Regions from separate parts of the Mus musculus genome. Here regions 1, 2, 4 and 5 are each linked to region 3. The links are chromatin contacts, called in public HiChIP or PLAC-seq, capture Hi-C and promoter capture Hi-C maps. All regions are on one chromosome and are shown on one strand. The core of a region is the stretch at or near the end of the contact, and the rest is flanking DNA. Distances in the headings are between cores, read along the strand shown.

Region 1 (2,700 bases), core at 85-2,584, 430 kb before region 3:
GGTGCAGTTAAAATTTATCTCCTGAAGACGGAAGGGGGAAAAAAAGAATTTCTCTCCCTTCTGAGTAATTCTGTTAAAAAAAAAAAAGTACCAAAATATAAAAATGAAACAATTCATTTGGGGCATCAATACCAGTTGATAATAATTTTCCTTTGTCCCACTAAAAATACAAATATCTGATGTGATTCTGGAGAAACACAAGGGTTTCATTTATAAACTGTTTTTCTCCCTGCTGATAAATATTCTTAGTCCTTTTATATTTAAAGTTAAAAGTTTCTTTTAATTACTCAAACCAGCAGATAGTCACAAACTATCCATCCCTTAGTTCCCACAGGTGGTTTTTGGAGGGCAGCTGGAGATGGTAAGCAGGCTTTATGTTTTCAGAAGGAAAGTTCTCTCAACCACTAAGATAAATCACCCATGCTTATTCCATGCATGACAGTGTAGGCAAAGAAAATGGAAGACAGGAACGTTCCTCCAAAAACATGTTACCTGCTCTTCCTGTGCCTGCCCTGAGTATTACCAGTACAATAGTACTGAGAAGTATTTTCTGTTAGTATTAAACATTAATTTGGTGACATCTGTTAAAGTAAAAAGAAATACCGCTATGTGTTGCCTTTAGGTTTTATCACCAATACCAGGATTATATTATCTATATTCGCTGGCTTGTGAGAGAATGGGTAAACAAACTCAGAATGCAATCTAGGGTCTATTTTCCTAGGTTTTCCTAAAATTCTTCCTATCCCATAGCATGTCTACTTAACTAGTATCACCTTGCGCCATTTAACCGTGACTGGGAGCTCTGCAGTCCTGTAAGCGTTCTGTGGTAAAGTGCCTGCTCACAGAAGGGCAAACACCTCTGCTAGGAAACGGCCAAGTCTAATAGGCTTACTTAAACAGAAAATGCAATATCTTAAATAAATTCTCATGATTAAAACAACTTCAAGCTATGTTTGACCCTTCCGGGAGCCAGTAAAGCATTTTCACTTCATTTTCCCCCACAATGCAGCTTTGTGTTTAGAGAATTACTTTCATTAAGAATTCCTCCGCACATTTATCTTAAAGATGAATAGCCAAGTAAAAATTAAAAGATAATCAGGACTCAAGGCATCATGAATTATCCGGGCAGTCCATACCTTTTGAATTCCTTTCTATCTTTTCAGTAGTATTTTTAAAGATAGCGTGGACCTCGTCATATTTTCATCAGGGCAGCAGACTTGGAGGTTTACCTCGCAGCGTGGCTCTCCAGATGTGAAAGCCAGAGCAACTGCTTCCCCTCTTCCCTTTCTGCAGTGACTCAGTGCTGCCACTCTGATAGCTGAATAGCACCAACAAAGACACCTGTTGTGAAAGGTAACCAAACTACTTCCCGTCATGCCTTTCTTTGTGCTGGCAACCGCCCAGGGGCAAACAGGAATTATAACCTCACTTGAGCAGTCCCCTCTGTGCCCAGCGAGAGCACATTTAGAGAAACAATAGGTAATCTTCTTGGTTAAGAACACTTAAAGCCCAAGGGGGAAAAATAGGACCTGGGGGAACAACAGACCCAGGCACGTTAAAGGTGCTGCACATTCAACTCATAAGGCTTAAGGGATCAGAGAATCTGTGCAAAAATCGATTTATAAGACAACTGAAGATTGTAAAGATAGTTTTAACTTTACACAAAGGGTGGACAAACAGTTCTATAAGCTCCGACCTTCCTTCCTTCCTTCAAGAATCCTCTAATGGTCACAGAGACCAGATACTACTGACGCTTCATTTCTAAATCCAAAATACCTGTCTGTCCACCACAGTGCTTAGATTTTCTTGAGTAACACTGACTAGGATTTCTAAGCCCTTTCTTTGTATTTTTGCCATTCTTAAATACGCCTTAAAATATACATTCTGGATCTTGCTAGGAAATGAAGTTTTTTTTCTTTACATAAACAAAAAAGCATGCTCTTTGAAAACTGATGATCTTAGGAAAAACTTGTTGCTGTACCGATTTTTCTTTTCCAAGACATTTTCTACTGACTCTGAAGCAGTCTGCTAACATTCTCCCCAACTTCAGCAGCTTTTGTTCACTGTCCCGTTTATCACTAGTCTTTCAGTTTCACCAGACAGACACCCTTCTTGTGACTCCCCCACTGTCCACTGGGTGCCTGAAACCCACTGGATCATCTCCCAAGAGTTTCTGCAGTTTTGAACCTCACAGTATGCCACTGACTGGGAGAAATGGCAGTGGGGCAGAGAATTACCTAGGACCAAAGATGCAAACGCTGAGGACACCACCACTTAGTGGATCAACGGGCAGCAGAAAGCAAAGCAGTCCTGGTAAACACAGGTCCCCAGTTCAAACAGGATCCAGCCAGCTGTCTACCTGCAGAGCGACTCCCTTAAACTTAGGTTCCCGTTTCCTCTTGTCACGTAAATTGAGAGGGAGACTGGATCAGTGGTTTCCCCAGCATGCAGGAAAAGCAAAAGCAATGTGTCTAGTTTCCATCCACTAAATGGGCTAAATGGGGGATTTCAAAGAGAGAAAGCCTTTTAAGTCTCTATCAGAGTAAAGTGCAAGGGGTAACATGAAATGTAGGTATTAAGAACTCCCCAGAGTTGCTAAGTGTTTCGATAAATTCAGTCTACTTTGATAGACAACTGGAGATTTTCAATAACAAGTCTTTATACCAAGAAAAAGGGATTCAAAGAAAAAGCAATTCTGAC
Region 2 (2,700 bases), core at 40-2,539, 400 kb after region 3:
CAACACAAAACAACACAACCAAATAAACGAAGTTGCTATTTTCTGACATTACTAGTTTCGATTTACTTGAAACAAGAACGATTAATTCCAAGCAGGATTTGTTAAGGTTTGTGAATAAATAATCGTAAACGATGCACTGTTAGTAGAAGCTTAATTTCAATCACTGAAATCAATGTTTCATATTCTTAAAAAGGCTTACCTGCGCATTGGCTTTCCTTCCCTGCACCATGAAAAGTATCCTTCACCGTGTTCTAAAGCCGTACCTTCAACAAGAGAGAAGTAGTAGCTTACTAAAAACTGTTCGAGTTCTCCAGCAACTTGTATAATCACTTCACTCATTTCGTCTGTAATCAGGAATCTTACATCCTAATGTAATCTTTGCGTAGATGCGCAATCATAATGTAATGCCTTTAAGAGGACTATCACTAACTAAAGATGCTAAGGTGACAGATTATATGTGAATGTGAGGGTGACTGGGAAAGCAGTCAGGATCAAAATAGTCATGATCGCTAGTTGGTGTTTTCTGCTCAAGAAGCACCTGGGGAGTTTTTTGATTTTTTAACTTCACCATCAAGTATATTTGCAGAGTAATCACTTGATACCAGCAGCAGTACTAATTTAGTGACTCGGATAGGAAAAGCATTGTTTTAGCACTGAATCCGAAGGTTGTTAACTTATTCTGAAGTGACAAGCAGGCCGGAGGCGGTTGCCTTTAAAAACAACTCCACTTCCGACCAGCCCAGCCCGGGCAGCTTGAACAAGGGCAGGGAAAGTAGTTCTAGACTACAACTCTCCCAAGCTCTCGTCTTAGTCGCCGAAATATTGTTCACCGCCAGGATCTTGCTGGCTTCCAGAGAGAAAATGGGAGGCAGAGTGCTCGCTCCCTTAGAATTCCAAGTGAAGCTGTCCAGGATGCGGAGTCCTGCGTCCCCAGCAAGCATTGCACAGCCTTGCCCTGGCTTCAAGACACCTCGGGCAGCCAGCAGCAGCGCAGCCTGGAGCCCTGAAAGGCCCGACCGAGGAACCCTACCGTCCCTTAGAGGCACGACTGACAGGCAGCCTAGAAAGCACTGCCCTGACCCCGCCGGGCAGTTCGGCAAGTTGAGCTCATAGATCTGCAAAGCGAGACCTAGGGCTCTGTTCTCCATCCCGTGCTCTAGAGCTCTGACTTACTGGCTTTGACACTTTTCTCTCTGCGGCACCCTCTCTGCCTTCTCCGCCCTCTCTGCCTCCACCTCTGGAGCCGCTAGCGCAGGCAGGATGCGGCTCCTGCAGCGATTTCCTTTCCCTGCACCCGCCCAGATCCAGAAACAGGAAGCGGTCCGATGGCTAAATCCTTCCCACGGAACTGCACGTGTTCGGGCAAGTAGTTCCGTCATGGCTCCGGAAGTAGCTGTGCCTTTCGCTGAGCGTTTCCCAGGACTGGTACCATTAGTCGATCTGACTTTTACAATATACTTAGAGAGCAACCAAATAAAATATGTATGAGGTGAGGGTTTCATTTTTGAGTATATAACTAAAAGTCTGTTGCTGATGTATTGAAAACTATACAAGGCTATTATTAACCAAAATTTCTTTAGCTGAACTTTATTTGACATCTATAGACTCTGTGCAGTTGTTTTTGATAGGAAATATACCTCATATTAATAAACTTGTAGTGGGAATGATTGGTCTTTAAATTCAACTTCTAATTCTAGTTCTATGATACACTTTGTCATTTGGCCAAGTTTTTTCTTCATATGTACCAGTGATATATAAGTAAATAATATATGTACTAGTAACAGCTATGGATACCCCATTTATTATCAAATACTTAGCATATAACATTGTGTATTAGTTTATCAGTTCTAGTATCTCTCTTATTGAAGGATTTATTACCATTTTTCCAAATGGTGGTAGCATTATGTTTCAGATAGTGCCATTCCAGTCGGTACCAAAGCGTTATGTAACTTACAAAAGGGTAAGGGTATCTACGGAGCATAGCCTGTAAGGGTTAGAGCCACAACTTGATGCCGTGTACAATGGTTCTAGATTCTGGCCACAATTATATTATATCTTCCTCCAGAAAGGTTCAAGGATTCTCGTTGGTCCATATTATTGGTACTTTCAACTTTAATTTTTTGCCAATCTGATGGGTATAAAATAGTTTAGATGTACATTTTTCTGATCCATTGAAATGGCATCTTATATGTGCACCTCTCAGGTTTCTTTTGTGTAGATTGTCTAAAAGTCATCTTCAAAGTGACTCAGATTCTTCCAAAATATGAGTCATGATTTTAATTCTTTATAGCTATACAGTTCTATAGCAAGGGAGTTATAAAAACATTAAGGAATGCTAGTAACTAAAATGGGCTTTTAAGCCAGGGTGAAAGTAATATTTCCTATTCTTAACCCATTGATTCCTTCTTAACCTACTACCCACTGTAAGCTGGCTTGTGCTTCAACTACTCTGTTTCTTTTTAAAGGGGAGGAGTTCAGTGTGAATCAGCTCTTCATATTTATGCCAATTAACAAAGTATACATAAAAATAAACATATGAAAAAACTGGCATTTCCAATTATTATAGAACTCCTACAATCCCATAGGCGTCCTCTTAGGGATCCTAAATTTCTAGTTGAAAATATACTTAGAACTGGTTTTATAATGTGTGAGTCTGGGGCAATAAACAATACTCTGGGGGCCAATGAGCTTAACTTTTAG
Region 3 (2,700 bases), core at 44-2,543:
AAATTGCTGCATTGTATGATACTTACTGCCTCTTTAATTTCACAGGAGAAAACATGTATCTGAAATTCTTCTGAGCCATGAGAACTCTCTGTAAATGCAAAGCAATTGCTCTCGGCTGTCCCATCATGCCCACGTGCACAGAAAAGCACTTTATAAATTGGAAAAGATGCTATCTCCACATTGCTTGACTGGTCTATGATTCTGCAGTAATTTAAAAAAAGACATAAAATATCAACTATCAAAGAACAAATCATGCCAATATATGATAACATAATGTAACTACCTTCAAATCACAAAACAGTTATTAATACAAGTAAACAAATTATTTTCATGCTATGAAAAATCTAACATATACATATATATATATACATATACTATATACACAAAATCATTTTACTTTAACAATTTCTTCATTCTTGTGTTTCCTAGGAGCCAACTCATATGCTATTCAAAGTCAACTATATATATATATATAGTTGACAGCAAGGTAAGAGTAAGATTGTTAAGAAAAAATTGTTTCAGTGGAAGAGAGAATGGGCTAGACAAGCATGAGAAGGACAGATGAAAATGTGTATCTATAAATACACACACACACACACATATATATATGTATGTATATATATATATATATATATATATATATATATATATATATATACACACACACATACACATCAAATTGTCAAAGAATTTTTTTCTTGTTTTTGTTTGACTAGTTAGTTTGTTTTTTGAGATAAGATCTATTAGGTAGTAATTGCTGCCCTAAAACTCATTTTGTAGAGCAGGCTGTCCTTAAACTCGGAGATACAAACTGTCTCTGCCTGAGATGAGAGCTATTACCACACCCCACACCCAGAAAAGAATTAAAAAAAAAAAAAAAAAAAAGCATTTTTCAGATCTCTGGAAATAAAGACATGTGATTGGAAAAAAAAGAGAGAGAGAAAATGAGCAGCACTGATCAGTCCTAGAAAGTCCATTTCTTTCTCATTCCTTTCTTTCCCCATGTGTGTCAGCAAGTATTTGTTATGTGGGGTCTGTACTTGCAGATGTTTGTGTGTGCAAGTGTAAATGCACGTTCATGTACATGTACATGGAGAGGTCAATCTCAGTTACCAATCCTTAAGAGCATTCCATCTTGTTTTCTTTGTTGTTTCGATTTTCCTACCTGGAGTGAGTGGCAGCCAGCAAGCCCCATCAATCCTGTCTGATTCTGTCCCTCACCACTGGGGTCACAGGCATGTAGACACACTGGAATTTTTTTTCTAGTGGTAGTGACTCAAACTTGGGTCCTGTTTTGTACAATAAGAGTTCTTGCTCACCTTGTTGTTTGAGACAAAGTGTCTCACTGGGACTCGTGGCTGGGACTGAGGCAAACAGCACCCAGGGATCTGCCTGTCTCTGCCTCTCATTTTGAAGGTTTGGGAGACAAAGGAAAGTGCTTGCTTTACAAGTTAGAGGGCACAGTAAGACCTCTAGAATCCACAGAAAAGAAAAGAATCTGGGTGTGGTAGCCTGTGCTTGCAATACCAGTGTTCGGGAGGTCAACAGGTGGCTCCTGAAACCCTCACAAGTAGGCCAGCAAGCCAGCCTAGCAAACCTGGCAAATTCCAGGCCAGTAAGGGACTGTGACTCAAAAATTTTTTTAATTTAAATTTTTAAAAGGTAGACAGCACCTAAAGAATGCCACCAGTGGATGTCCTCTGCCTCCAAACATCTACATGTCCTCACACACATTCCACACAACTCATATTTTAACACAGTGTGTTCCTAAGACACTAAGGACATCTTTATCAAAACTTTGTAAATTTACACCGCAATTAGTCAGTACTTTGTACTTAACTTACTATCCTAATAGTTTTGAAAATACCTTCTCCAAACAAGAACAAGTTCTAAGCCTAAATGTAATTTTTAATTGGTACTATAAGTCTAGAGAGTATAAGTGAACTCATAGTTAACCTACATCTGATTTATGAAACCCCATACAGAATGCATGAGTAACTCAGAATAGTGAGTCAGACGTTAAGAAAAAGAAAGTTAAGACTTACCTCACAGATCCTTCTGGAACATTGGGCACATACAGAGTAACAGCAAAGGGGTACTGACTGGAAGCTCTCATGGTGGCCATGGCCCGTAAAGCCTCCACTTCACTGCGTGGGGAAGAAACCTTCATACATCCTAAGTATGTCAGCTTGTTAAAGAGAACACTGTCTTCTTCAGGAAATCTGCTTGGAGAAGATGGTCTGGGTGTGGAAATTTCTGGGGGAAAAAAAGAAAGAAAACAATCAAGTCAGTAGTACACACTCCATAAACACAAGAGTCGTTTACTCATTTCCCTTATTGCTGGCTCACTAGCTTGTGTGAACTACTAAGTGTTCTAATGAATTTGTTTTTCTTTCAATTAATTTTTATGATTGTTTCACCCAATTTTACCACTCTGTATAATGAACACTTTGGAGGAATACATACATAATTCAATTTGCAACATGTTTTAAAAGCTCATTACTGTTATAGAATATCTAAAAATATATTATTTAAGTCATTAACTATATTTAATATAATATAGGTAAATATCAAGATTTAAATTATTTTAATATTATTATTACATACATATATGTTGTTATGCATTTCAGTCAGCTTAGTAAGAAATATGAAGCAATAAGCAAGGTCCAGGAGTAAAAGCTTGCATTGGTGAGGAGCAAG
Region 4 (2,700 bases), core at 69-2,568, 330 kb before region 3:
TCACTGCATTACTCTTCCTCTCTTTAAACACTTTAAAGGCCCAATCTTTTAGGATAGATTAATTGGAATTTGATAGATAATAAGCAAAAAGAGGTGATTTGGTTCTGGGGATTTTTCATGGGCAACCACTAGAGGTCAGTATTGGAGCACTGAAAGTCAAGTACTTGTTTCCTGTAACAGATTTCATAGACCCTCAGAAGAGTTATTTAAAAACCCTCATGCCACATCTTCCCTGTGTTATTAATGATGACTAATAAGATGTAAAATATACAAACAGCAGGTTATTTTATTCTCCCTTTCCCCTAGTTTCATAACATATTCACATTTACTATAATTCTTTTATTATTTCGCCCCAAATGAATAGTGAACAAAGTGTTCAATATATTGCATATAAAACATTTAAAACAACTTTTTTTTAAAGAAGAAAGAGAGATGCAGGATAAATTGGGATTAGCACCATTCCCTGCTGCACAGTGGACTTCATTGGTGGGCCACTCATTTACCTATCAGTAAGTAGATCCCTATAAACTATGGAGGACGGAACCTGTCTGTGTCTTTAAGGGTACACACACACCAGTTGTCAGGATGCTACCTGGAATAGAGATGTTCAGTCTGAGAAAGGTGATTCTAAGTAGATGACCTGTCCCTCTCTGTCTCTCTGTCTGTCTCTCTCTGTTTGTCTCTCTGTCTCTCTCTCTGTCTCTCTCTCTGTCTCTCTCTCTCTCTCTCTCTCTCTCTCTCTCTCTCTCTCACCTAGGACTTTGCATATGCTAAGCAACAACTCTACTACCAACTTACATTCTCAACCCTCATTCTTCCTTTTCCTTTCTTCTCCTCCCCTCCCCTCCCCTCCCCTCCCTTCCCCTCCCCTCCCCTCCTTCCCTTTCCTAATTGCCATCTTAGAACAATTCAACTTTTACTTCTACCCTCTGTTGATTTCCTGCCACCTACAGCCACTAGCAGCCTGGTCTACAAACAAAACAAAAGAAAACAAAACAAAACACAAAACAAAACAAAACAAAACAAAACAAAACAAACCCTCTAAGACACGTGATATAATTTGAGCTCAGTTAAGGGACCTAAATTACTTGTGCTATGGGAACCTAAAATCTTTATTGTAAGGAACTATAAAAATATTGCTTCATTCACTTTTACCAGTGGGCCTCGTGAGATGGCTTGGCACTTGCTGTGTATGCCCAAGGAGCTGACTTTATTCTAGAAACCAATGTAAAGGTGGGGAGGTAGTGCCATCGTATTCATTCATGGTACTCTTTCAGAACGTGAGGTGGGAGGTGGAGACAGAAGAGTCTCCTGGAAGCTTGCAGGCTCCCTTCAAGCACAGACACATGAGGCCCTGCCCTCTCTTTAACATAACAAGTGAGGCAGAAAACCTGAATGTTGTTGTCTGAATACATGCAAGGCTGTATTCCCAAACACATTGATCACAAAATTTAGGATTTAGAAAAATTAAGATATTAAACTAACTTTTTGTCTGTTAGGCTATCATTAATTGCTCTATTTTGAAAAAAGAAAAGAAAAAAAAAAGAAAAAAGAAAATTTCAAATATGCCAGGTGGTTTACTAAGTTCGTAGAATTTAGGACTGTACTGTCCAGTTTTCTGGCTCTGGCTCAGCTCTCTATGCGTTAAGTCAGTGGTGTTCAGCCATAGCTATTTATTAAAATCACTTGGGGAAATTTTATACCACACAGAGGCCGATGCTTGACCAGAGAACAACCACAATAACAACAAAATATTTCTCAGGAGCCATATAGTTACTTGCATTTTTAAGAACTTCCCAGGCAATGATGCCATAAATTCAAGATGAGAATTGAGCATTAACCAGAAGTAGCAAGTCACCTATTTGTCAGAATGACCCAAAAAAGTCTTAGTAATGCTCTAGATTCTACTTCAGCTGATCTAGGCAGGGCCTGGGCTTGTAAGGCATTTCTGATATGCACCAAATATTTACAGCTAACCTAATATCTAAAGATAAACCCAAAATTCATCCATTTGTACACAGGAGGATGGATATTATTTCAGAAACTGAAAAATGACTAATGTTAAATAATCTCTGGAACATGTAAATTCTGATCATAAATATTACCAAAATGTAACCTCTTCAGTTCCCTAATGAATATTCCTTTCATGCACATTCACATCATAAAAATTCACGAACGGAACAAAGTTGATGCTTCCCACAGCAAACAAACAGTATATTATTTTTATTATGCAATGATCTCAAAGTATTTACAATATCAAGGTAACATTAAATTTATGAATTTAAAAATGAATATATGTAGGGCTGGAGAGATGGCTGTGGAGTTAAAAGCACTGGCTGCTCTTCCAGAGGACTGAGGTTTAATTCCCAGAATGCACATAGTGGCTCACAAACATCTATCACTCCAGTTTCAGGGAATCTGACACACTTTTTGGCCGCCAAAGGCACCAGGCACACATGTAGGCATACATGAAGGTAAAACACTCATACACATAAAATAAAAAATAGAAATTAACAGTGGCATAATTCCAGTTATAAAATAGCAATTAAAATAATGTTATGGTTGGGAGTCACCACACCATGAGGAATTGTACTAAAGGGTTGCAGTGTTAGGAAAGCTGAGAACTATTGCTTTAGATGATTTGCCAGCAGTAAGAAAGTGTGTAACGATCATTTAGAAAGTTGTTGAGGACATGTAAGT
Region 5 (2,700 bases), core at 83-2,582, 420 kb after region 3:
GCAAAGAACTTGCCTACTATGTAGGAGGCCCTGGGTTTGAGTCCCAGAACCAAATGCATGAATGAATAAGTAAATAAATAAATAAATGAAAAAAAAAATTCTCTTACTAAGCAACATCACTGTATAATAAGTACATATTAAAAAAAACAAACAAGAAAACATCTATATATCTGATGGTCAAGGAGATGTGTTTGCTCACGTGTTTAGTGGAGTTCTTTTTTGTTGTTGGTTTTTTTTTTTTTTTTTTTTTTTGGTTTCTTGAGACAGGGTTTCTCTGTGTAGCCCTGGCTGTCCTGGAACTCACTTTGTAGACCAGGCTGGCCTCGAACTCAGAAATCCACCTGTCTCTGCCTACCAAGTGCTGGGATTAAAGGTGTGCGCCACCACTGCCCGGCTAGCAGTTCTTAATTGTCTCAAATTATAGCACTGTCTATTGGCAAAATTTGGAATTAAGTGCCCTGTTTCCCACCAAGTCCTAACATCTAAAATCAGTTTACAGCCTGCTTGGAAAGCTCACGCTACCTTTTGTAGTGAGCTCTCTTTGGTAGACTCACAGGTTCTCTAGGAAACCCCTTGTTTCAGATCATTTTATGGGAAAGCTGAGAAGAGCACTTAATTTACCTCACTCCTATAAGCCTGCCTACTGCATCTTAATGTTTTATTGTGCTTTGTAACTTGAAGTAGGAGTTGAGATGATTTTAAGGACCGTGTGACTAAACATTCCTCTGTGGCATTCTTAGCCATGCCCACGTCCTGTCCTGCTAGGTAATGGTGGTGAGGTGGGTGGGGAGCAGGGGAGATGGACAGCTTTAAGGATCTGGATAACCTTGGGCTATCCACTCTTTGAGATTCTATAAATCCTATTTGCATCACAAATTCACCTTTTTTTGGTGTCTTGTCCATTTCATCCATAGGTAATGCACAGATAAAGCAAACAGGATTAAGCAGAGAGCTTGTACTAAGATGTAAGTGAGGTGTAAGGCGCTCTGTAAGAGGTCCATGTTAGCAAAATTGCAGCAGAGTGTGTCCAGAGGATAAGGTAGGCAGCTGGATGGGGGGGCCTTAACTTTCAGGTAGTGCACTTCCTCTGGAAAAATCTCCCATCCGACCTTTGTCCACGTTGTCCCGTCACAAATGGAGAAAGTCTCTCTGAAGAAGCAGAAGAGCAGAAGGGGAGAAAGCACAGACAGTCTTTGGGTAGACATCTTTTTTTTTTTTTTTTTTTTTTGTCTTAACTGAGAAGAAAATCTTGTGCTAAAAAATTGGTCAGACAGAGCAAAAGATGCCTCAATCACTAAAGAGGCACTCCTGTCAAAGCCTTTCAGATAGTCCTGCCAGTCAGCCCCTCATAGCCAGCAAAATACACAAAGATGGCCATTGTTACATCGTCAGTCATAGTGACTCAGGTGATTTCAGTGACATCATTAAAAAAATGCACTGGGATGAACAGGTGTACCCAGCTAATCACCCAGGTTTCTTGAAAATGAACTATTTGCTATTTGGCCAGAGTGTGTTTAACAGTAGGTATGCAGTCATAATAATGAAACCGCAATGGAAAAAAAAAAAAACCTAAACAAAGCAAACCCCCAAAGGTAGTGGTGTCTTGGAATGGGCCAACGGAAAGATTGGCTGTTTTGGACCCTGCCATCCAAAAAGCAGACTCTGGCAGAAAACTTGGATACTTACATGACATCTCCAAGCAAAGTGTTGAAGGTCTAGTTGATCTTTTTCTTGCTGTCTGTAGTGAAATGGGAAAGGAAAGGGATACATTAAAGGAAAGTGCTTTATCATGTCTAATGTAATTTGGGACCAATCCACAATTTCCAGCATTCAGTTGTTCTAAGAATCCGGTAAGCCCTTCCATTTATTTCAGGTTTTTATTTCTCTGCAAAGTGCACTTTTAAGCAGATCTTCTGGGCTGTATGTGTAAGCATGTGTGTCTGAAAGCTCAAGAAAAGAAAAGCACGTGACACTCTGCCTCCTGGAGCTCTTTCTCTGTGGTTACTCTCTTCTCCAGAGTGAACCTTTTGACAGATGTGGTTGATGGGATCCGCTGGTTTGCTTTATATTTCTCTGCGTCTTCAAAAATCCTATCACAATCCTAGGAGTACACTAAGCGTGCTGAAGTGATGTGTCCCGAGTGTTGGGAAACCCGGCTATTTTAAGGTTGCAGTCTACCATGTCCAGACAGCCTCTCTGAGCTCAGCACAAAACGGAGGACTCCCTGTTCCAGCAGAGCTTTTCCCCTTCTCTGCCTGACCTTGTCTGGGGAGTCTGACCCCACCATCCTCTACCTGAGGAAGGCCATGTCGTCCTTGGCAAACCTACAAGGTCACCTTCCTCTTTCCCCATTAAGAATCTGCCCAGCAAGTGCCTGGGACTCCTGTAATGCCTCTCCATGCAAATGATCCTTGGAGAAGGCCTTCTTCCCACCCCACCCCACCCCCCACTCTCATTTGGGATGCTGCAGGCCCCAGCCGCTCCAGGCCAGTGTGGAGTGGTGCCTGGATACCCTGGGGGGAGGAAGTGGAACCACACCCGAGTGCTGATTATCTGAGATCCTCAGACATGGACAGGGAACCTTCTACACAAACCTTGTCAAGTTCTGGCTGCGTGATGAGCTCCACAAGCCAATGGGCTTGCCCTTTTTGTCTTATTTTGTGTTTTTCTGTCCTGTCCTTTCAGATGCAAGGCTGATTC

Evidence for each region. Promoter capture Hi-C pulls out the DNA fragments that hold promoters and counts their contacts. HiChIP or PLAC-seq counts read pairs in DNA pulled down with a chosen protein or histone mark. Capture Hi-C pulls out chosen DNA fragments and counts their contacts.
Region 1: a contact with region 3 is called in an RNA polymerase II HiChIP or PLAC-seq map of embryonic stem cells, with 9 read pairs. The contact joins two enhancer-like sites. A contact is called at or near these places in 2 of 484 Hi-C or Micro-C datasets (the AML12 cell line and embryonic stem cells), 6 of 115 datasets of contacts at active chromatin or transcription factors (the 230-238 cell line and embryonic stem cells) and 2 of 9 other capture datasets (embryonic stem cells and pancreatic islet).
Region 2: a contact with region 3 is called in an H3K4me3 HiChIP or PLAC-seq map of embryonic stem cells, with 3 times the contacts expected there. The contact joins the promoter of Klhl20 here to the enhancer-like site in region 3. A contact is called at or near these places in 10 of 39 promoter capture datasets (the 3T3-L1 cell line, the C10 cell line, the SN4741 cell line and 6 more), 3 of 115 datasets of contacts at active chromatin or transcription factors (the 230-238 cell line, embryonic stem cells and large pre-B cells) and 2 of 9 other capture datasets (adipose tissue and pancreatic islet).
Region 4: a contact with region 3 is called in a capture Hi-C map of embryonic stem cells, with 5 times the contacts expected there. The contact joins two enhancer-like sites. A contact is called at or near these places in 3 of 15 datasets of contacts at CTCF or cohesin (the NIH/3T3 cell line and large pre-B cells), 72 of 484 Hi-C or Micro-C datasets (the 4T1 cell line, the AML12 cell line, B cells and 42 more), 12 of 115 datasets of contacts at active chromatin or transcription factors (the 230-238 cell line, the NIH/3T3 cell line, bone marrow-derived dendritic cells and 3 more) and 4 of 9 other capture datasets (adipose tissue, embryonic stem cells, liver and 1 more).
Region 5: a contact with region 3 is called in a promoter capture Hi-C map of embryonic stem cells, with 4 times the contacts expected there. The contact joins the promoter of Tex50 here to the enhancer-like site in region 3. A contact is called at or near these places in 14 of 39 promoter capture datasets (the 3T3-L1 cell line, the C10 cell line, the HPC-7 cell line and 7 more), 3 of 484 Hi-C or Micro-C datasets (CD4 T cells, granulosa cells and neural progenitor cells), 2 of 115 datasets of contacts at active chromatin or transcription factors (both in embryonic stem cells) and 4 of 9 other capture datasets (adipose tissue, embryonic stem cells, liver and 1 more).

Annotation. Positions count from the first base shown.
Region 1 is chr1:160,307,842-160,310,541 of GRCm38.p6, forward strand. All of the region lies in intron 19 of Rabgap1l (RAB GTPase activating protein 1-like), which reads right to left. Among named protein-coding and RNA genes, the nearest start is that of Mir1927, 13 kb to the left of the region's middle. Within about 2 kb of position 1,335, at least 130 of the 459 cell types and tissues checked have an H3K27ac peak or open chromatin away from gene starts, as enhancers often do. A contact at or near this core is called in embryonic stem cells, where this site is marked.
Region 2 is chr1:161,130,190-161,132,889 of GRCm38.p6, forward strand. Klhl20 (kelch-like 20) reads right to left here and starts at 1,290. Exons shown (of 12, transcript NM_001039482.1): 1 at 1,174-1,290; 2 at 200-263. The coding sequence starts at 207.
Region 3 is chr1:160,733,503-160,736,202 of GRCm38.p6, forward strand. Rabgap1l (RAB GTPase activating protein 1-like) reads right to left here. Exons shown (of 21, transcript NM_013862.5): 4 at 2,046-2,256; 5 at 27-201. Among named protein-coding and RNA genes, the nearest start is that of Gm37083, 57 kb to the right of the region's middle. Within about 2 kb of position 1,294, at least 7 of the 459 cell types and tissues checked have an H3K27ac peak or open chromatin away from gene starts, as enhancers often do. A contact at or near this core is called in embryonic stem cells, where this site is marked.
Region 4 is chr1:160,399,508-160,402,207 of GRCm38.p6, forward strand. All of the region lies in intron 17 of Rabgap1l (RAB GTPase activating protein 1-like), which reads right to left. Among named protein-coding and RNA genes, the nearest start is that of Mir1927, 100 kb to the left of the region's middle. Within about 2 kb of position 1,319, at least 2 of the 459 cell types and tissues checked have an H3K27ac peak or open chromatin away from gene starts, as enhancers often do. A contact at or near this core is called in embryonic stem cells, where this site is marked.
Region 5 is chr1:161,157,982-161,160,681 of GRCm38.p6, forward strand. Tex50 (testis expressed 50) reads right to left here and starts at 1,333. Exons shown (of 2, transcript NM_001195189.1): 1 at 882-1,333. The coding sequence starts at 1,205. It overlaps Ankrd45 (ankyrin repeat domain 45), which reads left to right. Exons shown (of 8, transcript NM_001368766.1): 5 at 2,686-2,700.